Regions from separate parts of the Mus musculus genome. Here region 2 is linked to region 1. Evidence: chromatin contacts called from public ChIA-PET data. All regions are on one chromosome and are shown on one strand. The core of a region is the stretch at or near the end of the contact, and the rest is flanking DNA. Distances in the headings are between cores, read along the strand shown. Region 1 overlaps Casc1 (cancer susceptibility candidate 1). Region 2 overlaps Lmntd1 (lamin tail domain containing 1).

Region 1 (4,476 bases), core at 624-3,123:
GTGAGTGGGAGGCCATGGGAAGTGGTCCCTGAACCAGCATCATCTCAATGTAAATAAGAATTTAAAATACAATAAAAGGAAATGGGGGTTCACGTCAAGCACCACAGGAGTCGCAGTCAGAACAGAGCAAGTGAACCGTCATCACGGACGTGACTGACAAGAGACTCCGCAGCGTTCCTGGCCTGTCGGGGTGTTGGACGATTCTCCACTCTGCATCAAGTGGCTTGATCATAGTTAATATTTGATGTAAATCTACCAGTGTCTTACATAAGAATTGCATTAACTTAAAAACTGCAAAATGACAGAACTTAGAAACTGTAATTTGAACCATGGGTTGAATTTGCAAACTAAAGCATTCCATCTTGTATCTAGGGATCCGTCAGGGTGGCCTCATGGAGTTGCAGTTTGCCATTCTGTTAATGTAGGTCACTTAGGAAACAGTTTTCATAAAACAGTGTTGGTTTTAGTTGGTGGGGTTGTGCCCATGAGTGCAGTGTCAGGGGCGGCCAGGGAGGGCATAGCAGCCCCTGGGGCTGAAGGCGCAGGTGAGTTTGAGCTGCTTCATTCAGGTTCTGAGAAACAACTCAGGCCCTCTGGAAGGACAGCACGTGCTCTTGCCTGCTCTGAGCAATCCCCGGATCCTGGAAATACTTTACATTAAAAGCGTAAGCCTGTGAATTCATAACAACAGCGGCAGGACCTGTGTGTGTTAGGGTCTCACACCTGTCCCAGCAGGTGTTTGACTTACTCTCTGAACTTGGAAGGACCACGCTTAATCCTGACTTAGTCTTAATGGCCTTAGAGAATGTGGCTAACCACGCCTGTCTGCTTTCTATTACCATTGAATGCTGCCCTGGGTAGATTCCAGTTGGTGTGATGATTGGCGGAGCATCCTGTGGCATACCCAGATAGATCTCAGAACCCCGAAGCAGGCAGTTGCCAGGAGCCTCATACGCTTTCCCAGAGCTTGTGAAGGCAGGCTGGGAGTTGGGATAGGAAACACTTTACACTGAGAATGTGGGGAGATGAGAGAGGGGCCATTTCCAGGAGGCCCCCTCTCAACATATTAGGCATGTGTGCTGTTGCTGTCATACCTCCAGCCTGACAGCACTTGACATGGTAAGGAGGACATGTGCAGGATGTCCACAGAGGCAAAAGTGCCCAGGCAGGATCTGAGTTAGAGCCTTTGATGGGTGGGGTCTTGCTCTCTGTTGCACCCTACCCCCACCCCCACTTGTCCCAATTTTCCGTTAATGGCTCTGAGAGTTTTAGCATAGAGGGGCTGCCACCCTCCTCACCTGTACCTTTAGACTCACCCCTTTCCTCGCCAAACTGGACATTACTTAAAGCCCTCTACCCCCTCACTATGAATCTAAGCACTGTGAGCAGTGACCACAACCAGCCTGGCTGTTTCTGTCTTAAAATGTCAATGTAGTTCAGTACTTTTGGATCCAGCCTCATTCAAACTTTTAGGAAATCCTATGCCAGGATATGACATCATCAGCTTCTAGCCTAGTTCCCAGGACAACGGCTCCTCCTCCTCCTCCTCCTCCTCCTCCTCCTCCTCCTCCTCCTCCTCCTCCTCCTCCTCCTCCTCCTCCTCCTCTTCCTCTCTGAAGCCTCATGCTGTACCCTGTCTGAAAAGCCATACACTCTACTGATTTCTCATTATTGTCTTCTACCAAACTTCCACCCGGACAGCCACTGAGCTCTTGCTTACAGAATTCTAGGGCTCTTGTGGCTTATGGCTCTAGGCTGTTTCCGTATTCGCCCCAAATCAGTTCTAAAACTATGGTCGCGCGACCAGGATGCTCATGGTGACAAAGCTGTGATCACGTGGCTAGGATGCTCGGTGACAGCTATGATCATGCGGCCAGGTTGCTCGCGGTGACAAAGCTATGATCACGTGGCCAGGTTGCTCGCAGTGACATCGCTGCGCCTCAATACTGCGTTTTCTATGTACTTTCATTTTTCACTGATGTGGCAAATAGCAGGCAGAGACAACTTAGGGAAAGAAGGGATTGTATAGGTTCATGGCATGACGGGATGCAGTGTATCACGGGAGCAGCGGGAGCGCGAGGTAGCGATACACGGGGTTTCTGCAGCCAGACAGCAGAGACTGTGAACGTCCATGTTCAGCTCTCTCTCTCTTCTCTTTCTGTTTAGGTTGTGACATCATCTCACAGAATCGCAAGTCCATGTTCAGGGTGGGATCTAGTCAAGTTGAGAGTGAAGAGTAATGTAAATTGAAAATTCTCTGACATTAAATGACAGTGTAGGTTTCTTTTTTCATGAGCTTATTAAGAAGTTGGCCACTAGAGGGCTCTTAATACCGACTCTTAATTGATTTGAATGGCTTTTAAAAATATTGTAAATATTTAAAAAAATATTTAACAATAAAAATATTTAAATGTTTAATATATTTTAAAATACCATAAACATTCTAAGTTGTTTATAGCACAACATGTTTAGAAAGGGCTAATTTGAGTAGGGCATAATTAATGAGAAATTATTCAAAGTAGAACATTTAAAATAGTAGTTTCAAAAATATTTTACTACCCTGAGGAACAAGCAGATAGATGGACATGGGTCTTTGAATTGAAAGTTAAGTTTCGAAGTGTCTCTCTCATTAAGGGACTGAACTGGCCTGGAAATGTAACTCAGCGACAGATGCTTGGCCGGTGTGGATGAGGCCCTGGCTTAAATCCCCAGTCCTTCCAAAAGAAAAACTGAACAAGCATGCATAAGAAAATTCCACATGTACACTCAAGAGCATGCATGCACACATGTGCATGCCTGAATGTGTATACACACATTACATTCACACAGAGGCATACATGCCCAAACATGCTCATACTACACACGCATACACACACACACACACACACACACACACACACACACACACACACACACACACACACACACACACACAGTCTAACTCTCAGGTGAAATCTGCTATAAGAAACTCAGCCTGATGTTGCCTTTCTTTGGTTGTGTCTGTTTGGTCCTAGAGAGTGAACCTAAGACTCCATGTGGCCTCAGGGTTCTACCATTGAATGATCTTGGGGGCTTTGTTTGTTTGCTTTGTTGTTGTTTCTCTGGATTTAGGGGGTTTGACACAGCATCTTATGTAACCCAGCTGGCCTCAAATGGCTGTGTACCTGAGAATGGCCTTGGACTTTTGATCCTCCTGCCTCCACCAGAGTGCTGGGATCACAGACAAAAACCATCACCCTGTTTTATGCAGGGCTGGGGGCTTGAACCCCATCCTCCTGCATGCTAGGCAGGCACTTTGCCAGCTGGGCCACCTCCCAGTCTACTGACTTGTCTCTAATGAGCAGCCTTGTAGAGGGGTGACAGCCTACTATATTCTGGATATACACCAGCATGTGTACTGAAAAGATTGCATAGGGTGATCAAGAGACAAAATACGCACAAATCAAATCAACAGGCCAGAGACTGTCCCTGAAGTGACAGCATTTAGGCTAAGTGCTAAAAAAGCCATTCCTGCTGCTGCTGCCGCTGTTCCTGCTGCTGGTTTTGTTGTCCTTTTGGTTTGGCTTTTTGAGACAGAGCCTCACCCTGGTCTCTAGGCTATTTTACGGACCAATACCCTCCTGTTGCATTTAGAGAATAATTTCTGAGGATGTTGATGCTCACTGCCAGCCATTCTTCTATTGCAGACTTCCGACTCTGAAGGGGAGGATTCCCAAACCACCCAACTTGAACTGGAGATGAAGCTGCTGAGTGAAGCAGTCTTAGCAGGTATTCTGTCCCCACCCTCGGTGTGTAATGGAGGCTTCCTTCACAGAAAAGTAAGGCAAGGCCATTGTAGAGTGAAATATGTTTGAAGCACAAATCCTCCACAGTCCCTCTCAGACAAAAAAAAAAACTGTCAATAATCAATAATCATACTTTTCTACTCAATATTAAGTTATGTACTTAGGGAAAAAATATGTTCCAGACAAATGACGTTCAGCACTGATCCCAGAATGCATTGGTAACCTGCCTCATCAATTAAAGTAGCTTCATAATTCAACCCAAACAAGGGAATATTTATTTATGTCATGTATATGGGCACACTGTCATTGTCTTCAGACACACCAGAAAAGGGCATTGGATGCCCATAACAGATGGTTGTGAGCCACCATGTGGGTGTTGGGATTTGAACTCAGGATCTCTGGAAGAGCAGTCAGTGCTCTTAACTGCTGAACCATCTCTCCAGCCCAGGGAACAATATTTAAATTTCTGTTGCTAGTGAGATCATAACTGATTTCTTCTCTGTACTCACTGTTGCAATGAACACTCACGAGAGCACACACCTGGATGAACACATGCCTGAACCCTTTACTGTCTTGTCCTGGCAGGTGTCACTGGATGCAGCCTGACAAGGTGGACATGATCTCACAAGTCTGGTGTCTGTCTGATGATGTCTGTCCTCTCAACTATCACTGCTCTTCCTTCTCAGTGACC
Region 2 (4,516 bases), core at 1,835-4,334, 230 kb before region 1:
CACATCATGTGGGTTCTGGACAGCAAACCCATCCCCTCTGCAAGAGCAGCAAGTGCGCTTAGCCAACAAGCCATCACTCCAGCCCTTTGGTGTCTTTTTGGGTGCTTGATGTCATGTCTTCTGTTGAGAGCAGAAAATTGAGAAAAATCATAGCCACGTTTTCCATGATCAGAACCAATAGGCCAAGCTATTTTTCTCAGGTTGCAAAATACACAAGTTGTGGAGGCCGTGGAGAAGGCTCGGTGGGTAAGAGCACTGGCTGCTCGTTTGGAGGTGCAGGCTCAGCCCCCCGCACCTACATGGCAGCTCACTCCTGACTGATATTCTGGTTTCTGGTTACCCAGTGTTCACTCTGACCTCTGTAAGTACTATATGCACAGTGTACAGACAGACATGCAGGCAAGACACCTGTACACATAAAATAGGACCCAATCATTAAAACGTCCTCAAGGCCTCTATAGACTCTTGCCTAAGAGAGTCCATAGCTCTGCCGTTCATTACTCAGGCTCTGTGGGTGGGTGGGTTGGTTCGTCTCTCAAGAAATCTCAGCTGGCTAGGAACATGCTGCATAGACTCAACTGACCTTGAGTTTGTGGCTCTCCTGCCTCTGTTCTGAGTGCCAAGATTCCAAACACGCACCTCGTTATGGGGTTCTTACTGTGGGCCAGAGACATTCCTATTCATACCCACCCTGTCTTCGTTTCTTATTTTCTAGTTCTCTCGGAGAAATTAAAATAGCTGAGGTAAATATCAAGGGCCTCTTTGTGAGGCTTGTCAACTCCTCCAATGAAAAGGAAGTAGAGATTGGAAACCACATTCTTCAGCAAAACGTGAATGGACACGCAGTCTCCTTGTACCAGTTCCCCGACAACATCACACTGCAGGCCAACTCCACGGTGACAGTAAGTATCTGAAACCACCAGCTGGGTGGACTGTGCACGGGAAACACTGCGAGCTGGGAACACAGTGGGCAAGGACACAATGATGTGTGACTAGTGTGAGTTAGGGGTATCGTAATGACATACAGTGACCTGGGGATGCTGTGAGCTGTAAGTAATATAGACTGGGAATACTGGGGGGCTGGAATACCAGGGATCTAGAATACTAGGGGCTGGAAATACCAGGGGCTGAGAACATCTTGACCATGTGTTGAAGATACACTGAATTGGAAATACCCTGATGTAGGAATACCAGGAGCTGAGAATGAATTGAGTCAGGAATCTCATGATCTGGGAAAACTGTGAGCTAGGAATACCAGGGTCTGAGTGATGAATACTGTGAGCTAAAAATACAGTAAGTTGGGTACACATGAACTGGGAACACCAAGATTTGACCATGATTTGAGAACATGGTGAATTGGGAATCCTGTGAGCTGCGGATGTGGTTGGCTAGTGATACCATGGGCTAGAAATACAATGAGGTAAGAATATAGCAAGCTGAGAACCCCAGGAGCTGAGAGTGCTATGAGCTGGTCAAATACAGCAAGCTGCAAATACCATGAGATGGCACCAACAGAAGCTAAGACCATCGTGAAGCGGGAATGGCCGGAGCCAGTGCTATGGTGGGTTGGAATAGCCTGAGCTGACAGTATGGTGAGTTAGGGATACTGTGCTTTCGAGATATCATGAGCTGGGACTCCCAGGAGCTGGAAATGTGGTGGATTGGAAGTACCATGATCTGGGATTGGTGTGAGTTGGGGAACAAATAATCTGTGACTGCAACATGAGTAGAGAACACTGAGAGCTGGAATTTATTAATGCATTGGGAACACTATCAGCCAGGAGTGTCAGGAGCTAGGGAAACTTTAAGCCAGGACCACAGGGCTGCCTTGAACAGAAAAACATCACAAGCAGGGAATACCGTGAGGGAACATGGTGAGCTGGGGGTAGCAGGAGCTGGGAGCACTGGGAGCTGGGAGCACTGGGAGCTGGGAGCACTGGGAGCCAGGAACACTGGGAGCCGGGAACACTGGGAGCCGTGAACGCTGGGAACTGGGAACAGTGAGCTGGGAACACTGAGAGCTGGGAGCACTAAGAGCTGGGAGCACTGGGAGCTGGAAGCACTGAGAGCTGGGATCACGGGGAGCTGGGAGCACTGGGAGCTGGGAACACTGGGAGCTGGGGACACTGAGAGAGGAGCACTATGTGCTGGGAGCACAGATGAGAGCATTGTGAACTGGGAGCACTGAGAGCTGGGAACACTGGGAGCTGGGAACACTGGGAGCCAGTAATAATGTCAGAGCTGGGTTCCTATAGGGAATGCTGCCTCTACTGTCAGCCTGTGGCTTGGCACAAGTGGCCTCGTGGATACTTGATCTTTGTACTAAATGTGATTTTGTGGTTTGTAGTGTCGTGGATGGATGCCTGTACTTTGCTCTCCACAGCTTTCTTCCGTGTAGTAAGCAATCATATTCTGGCTTGTCCTTCAAAGTGAAAATCCTAAGTCTGAAAATGGATTCTTAAAAGAGAAGTAAAGAGCTGGTCATCTCAGAGAGCAGGCACTAAGGGGGTTCTCCCTGACACCCCCCATCTGTGACCCTCTGAACCTTGATGTCTGGTCTGTAGCCATGTGCTGCAAGAGTATGTGTGTGCTTGTTTTACATGACACTGAGATAAGATCTCTACAAAATTACTTTAGAAAACCACAAAATCAAGCTACAAAAACAAGCAAAGCAAAACAAAAAACCTCAAAGGTACGACCTAGTGTTTTGAATAAGCCTACAGTGTGCATTTATATCTATCCTGGATCCGCTTGCGGACCACAAGCCAGGGCTGGGTGGTTGTTTAAACCGTGTTCGGTCACTGTTTAGCATTACATTATATTTTAAAACAACCTAGAAGCTCAGATGCCTATATAGTCCCAGGTCCTCAGGAGGCTAAAGCTGAGGCACAGAAATGATGTGAACGTAGGAATTCTAGCCAAGACCAGGCAAATGCAGGGAGAGCCTTCCCACCTTTAATGACAACGAAAACCCTATCTGTTCAGAAAGATTAATAACAATAGCACCGTCGGATGTGGCTCTGGGTGGAACCGCAGTAGCACTTGTCAGCAACAAACTGCTTTCTCTAAGGTGTGGGCAGCAGCTTCGGAAGCAAAGCCACAGCCACCAACGGACTTTGTTTGGGAGGAACAGAGCAAGTTCCGATCCAGTCCGGACTGCACGACCATCTTGTGCAAGCCCAATGGTGAGGTGAGTGTCAGAGTTTTCAACACTCGATGCTGGAGTAGCCGGCCACTGTTCCCTTCGGCCCTTGGTCCTGCTCACATTCTGCACAGCACATCTAGAGTCACCCCCAAATGCCCCCAGCTAGTGCCTCAGGCAGACCAACACCCCTCTCTCCCAGTGTGTGCCCAGCAGCAGTCAGGGTGTCCCGAGTTTCTGATCAACAGCTGTCTCCTATCCCTCCCCAGTGTGCCCCCTTCTGGCCATTTGGAGTTATGGCACCCTGAGCTTCCGAAGGCTGCAGCAGATTCAGAGTCAGGGGTGGGCTTTATTTGCGATCCTGACTGGAAGTGTGAGATAAGGAAGGTACTGCACATGGCCTTCTCTGCTCAGCTATTCATCCCAACAATGTTTCTTGGGAGTCTTGCCTTTGCCTATGCTCTAGGCTGAACTATGCACAAGGAACACAACACAAAGACTTGATCTCTGCGCCCAGGGGGGTGCACAAGCTAATGGAAGGGCTTATACTCTTAATTTGAAATAACTATCTTCTATGCGGAATAAAATGAGATACTTTAGAAATAATTTTCTGGGATTCTTTCCCCATGCTTGGCAGTCTCATGCTTTCGTTGGTATAAAACTAGCATAATTATAATTTATTCTTTAATTCTTATCCCTAGACAAATTTGCTACGCCACAAAACCATTAACACCCCCCCCCATAATATGTGGACTAGAGTATGAATTTCTTTCTTACTTCATTATACAATGATATTCGGTAACTACCTGTTGAACAGGCTAGAGTAAAATTTTAAAAGATTTTATTTTCTGTATATGTTGTAGGGTGTGTGTATGTATTATGTGGCATATGTGTGTGAGTGTTCACAGCATGGGGTTGTGTGTGTGCAGTGTATGTGTGTGTGTATGTGTCTGAGTGTGTAGAGAATGTGTGTATGTGTGCAGTGTGGGGCATATGTGTGCCTCCTGTGTGTGCATGAGAAAGAATATATGTGCGTGCATATGAGAGAGTGTGTGTGTGCAGTGTGGGGTGTATGTATGTGTGTGAATGTATGCAGTAGTATGTGTGAGAGCATGTGTGTGTGAGGATGCATGCAGTGTAGTGTGTGTGTGTATGAATGTTTATAGCATAGCATGTGTGTGAGCGTGTGTGTGTGTGTGTGTGTGTGTGTGTGTGTGTGTCCTCAGAGTAAAGAAGGGAGTTCAGAATCTCAAGAGTTGGAATTGCAGGCTGTTGTGAGCCACTCACGTGGGTGCTGGGAACCGAAGCTGAGTCGTCTGGAAGAACAGCATCCTTACCTGTTTAATCGTCTCTCCTGCCCTTTGCTGGGTTTCA

What was found. ChIA-PET counts read pairs in DNA pulled down with a chosen protein or histone mark.
Region 2: an RNA polymerase II ChIA-PET map of memory CD8 T cells shows a contact between it and region 1, with 6 read pairs. The contact joins two enhancer-like sites. A contact is called at or near these places in 4 of 39 promoter capture datasets (liver, pre-B cells and stem cell-derived epiblast-like cells), 10 of 484 Hi-C or Micro-C datasets (B cells, the HL-1 cell line, adipose-derived mesenchymal stem cells and 3 more) and 1 of 115 datasets of contacts at active chromatin or transcription factors (memory CD8 T cells).

What each region holds. Positions count from the first base shown.
Region 1 is chr6:145,185,103-145,189,578 of GRCm38.p6, reverse strand. Casc1 (cancer susceptibility candidate 1) reads left to right here. Exons shown (of 16, transcript NM_177222.4): 10 at 3,687-3,768. Gm15543 (predicted gene 15543) reads right to left here. Exons shown (of 2, transcript NR_157240.1): 2 at 1,949-2,214. Among named protein-coding and RNA genes, the nearest start is that of Gm15543, 5.1 kb to the right of the region's middle. Within about 2 kb of position 1,873, at least 129 of the 459 cell types and tissues checked have an H3K27ac peak or open chromatin away from gene starts, as enhancers often do. A contact at or near this core is called in memory CD8 T cells, where this site is marked.
Region 2 is chr6:145,416,074-145,420,589 of GRCm38.p6, reverse strand. Lmntd1 (lamin tail domain containing 1) reads left to right here. Exons shown (of 10, transcript NM_028742.2): 6 at 716-902; 7 at 3,071-3,190. Among named protein-coding and RNA genes, the nearest start is that of Lmntd1, 17 kb to the left of the region's middle. Within about 2 kb of position 3,084, at least 25 of the 459 cell types and tissues checked have an H3K27ac peak or open chromatin away from gene starts, as enhancers often do. A contact at or near this core is called in memory CD8 T cells, where this site is marked.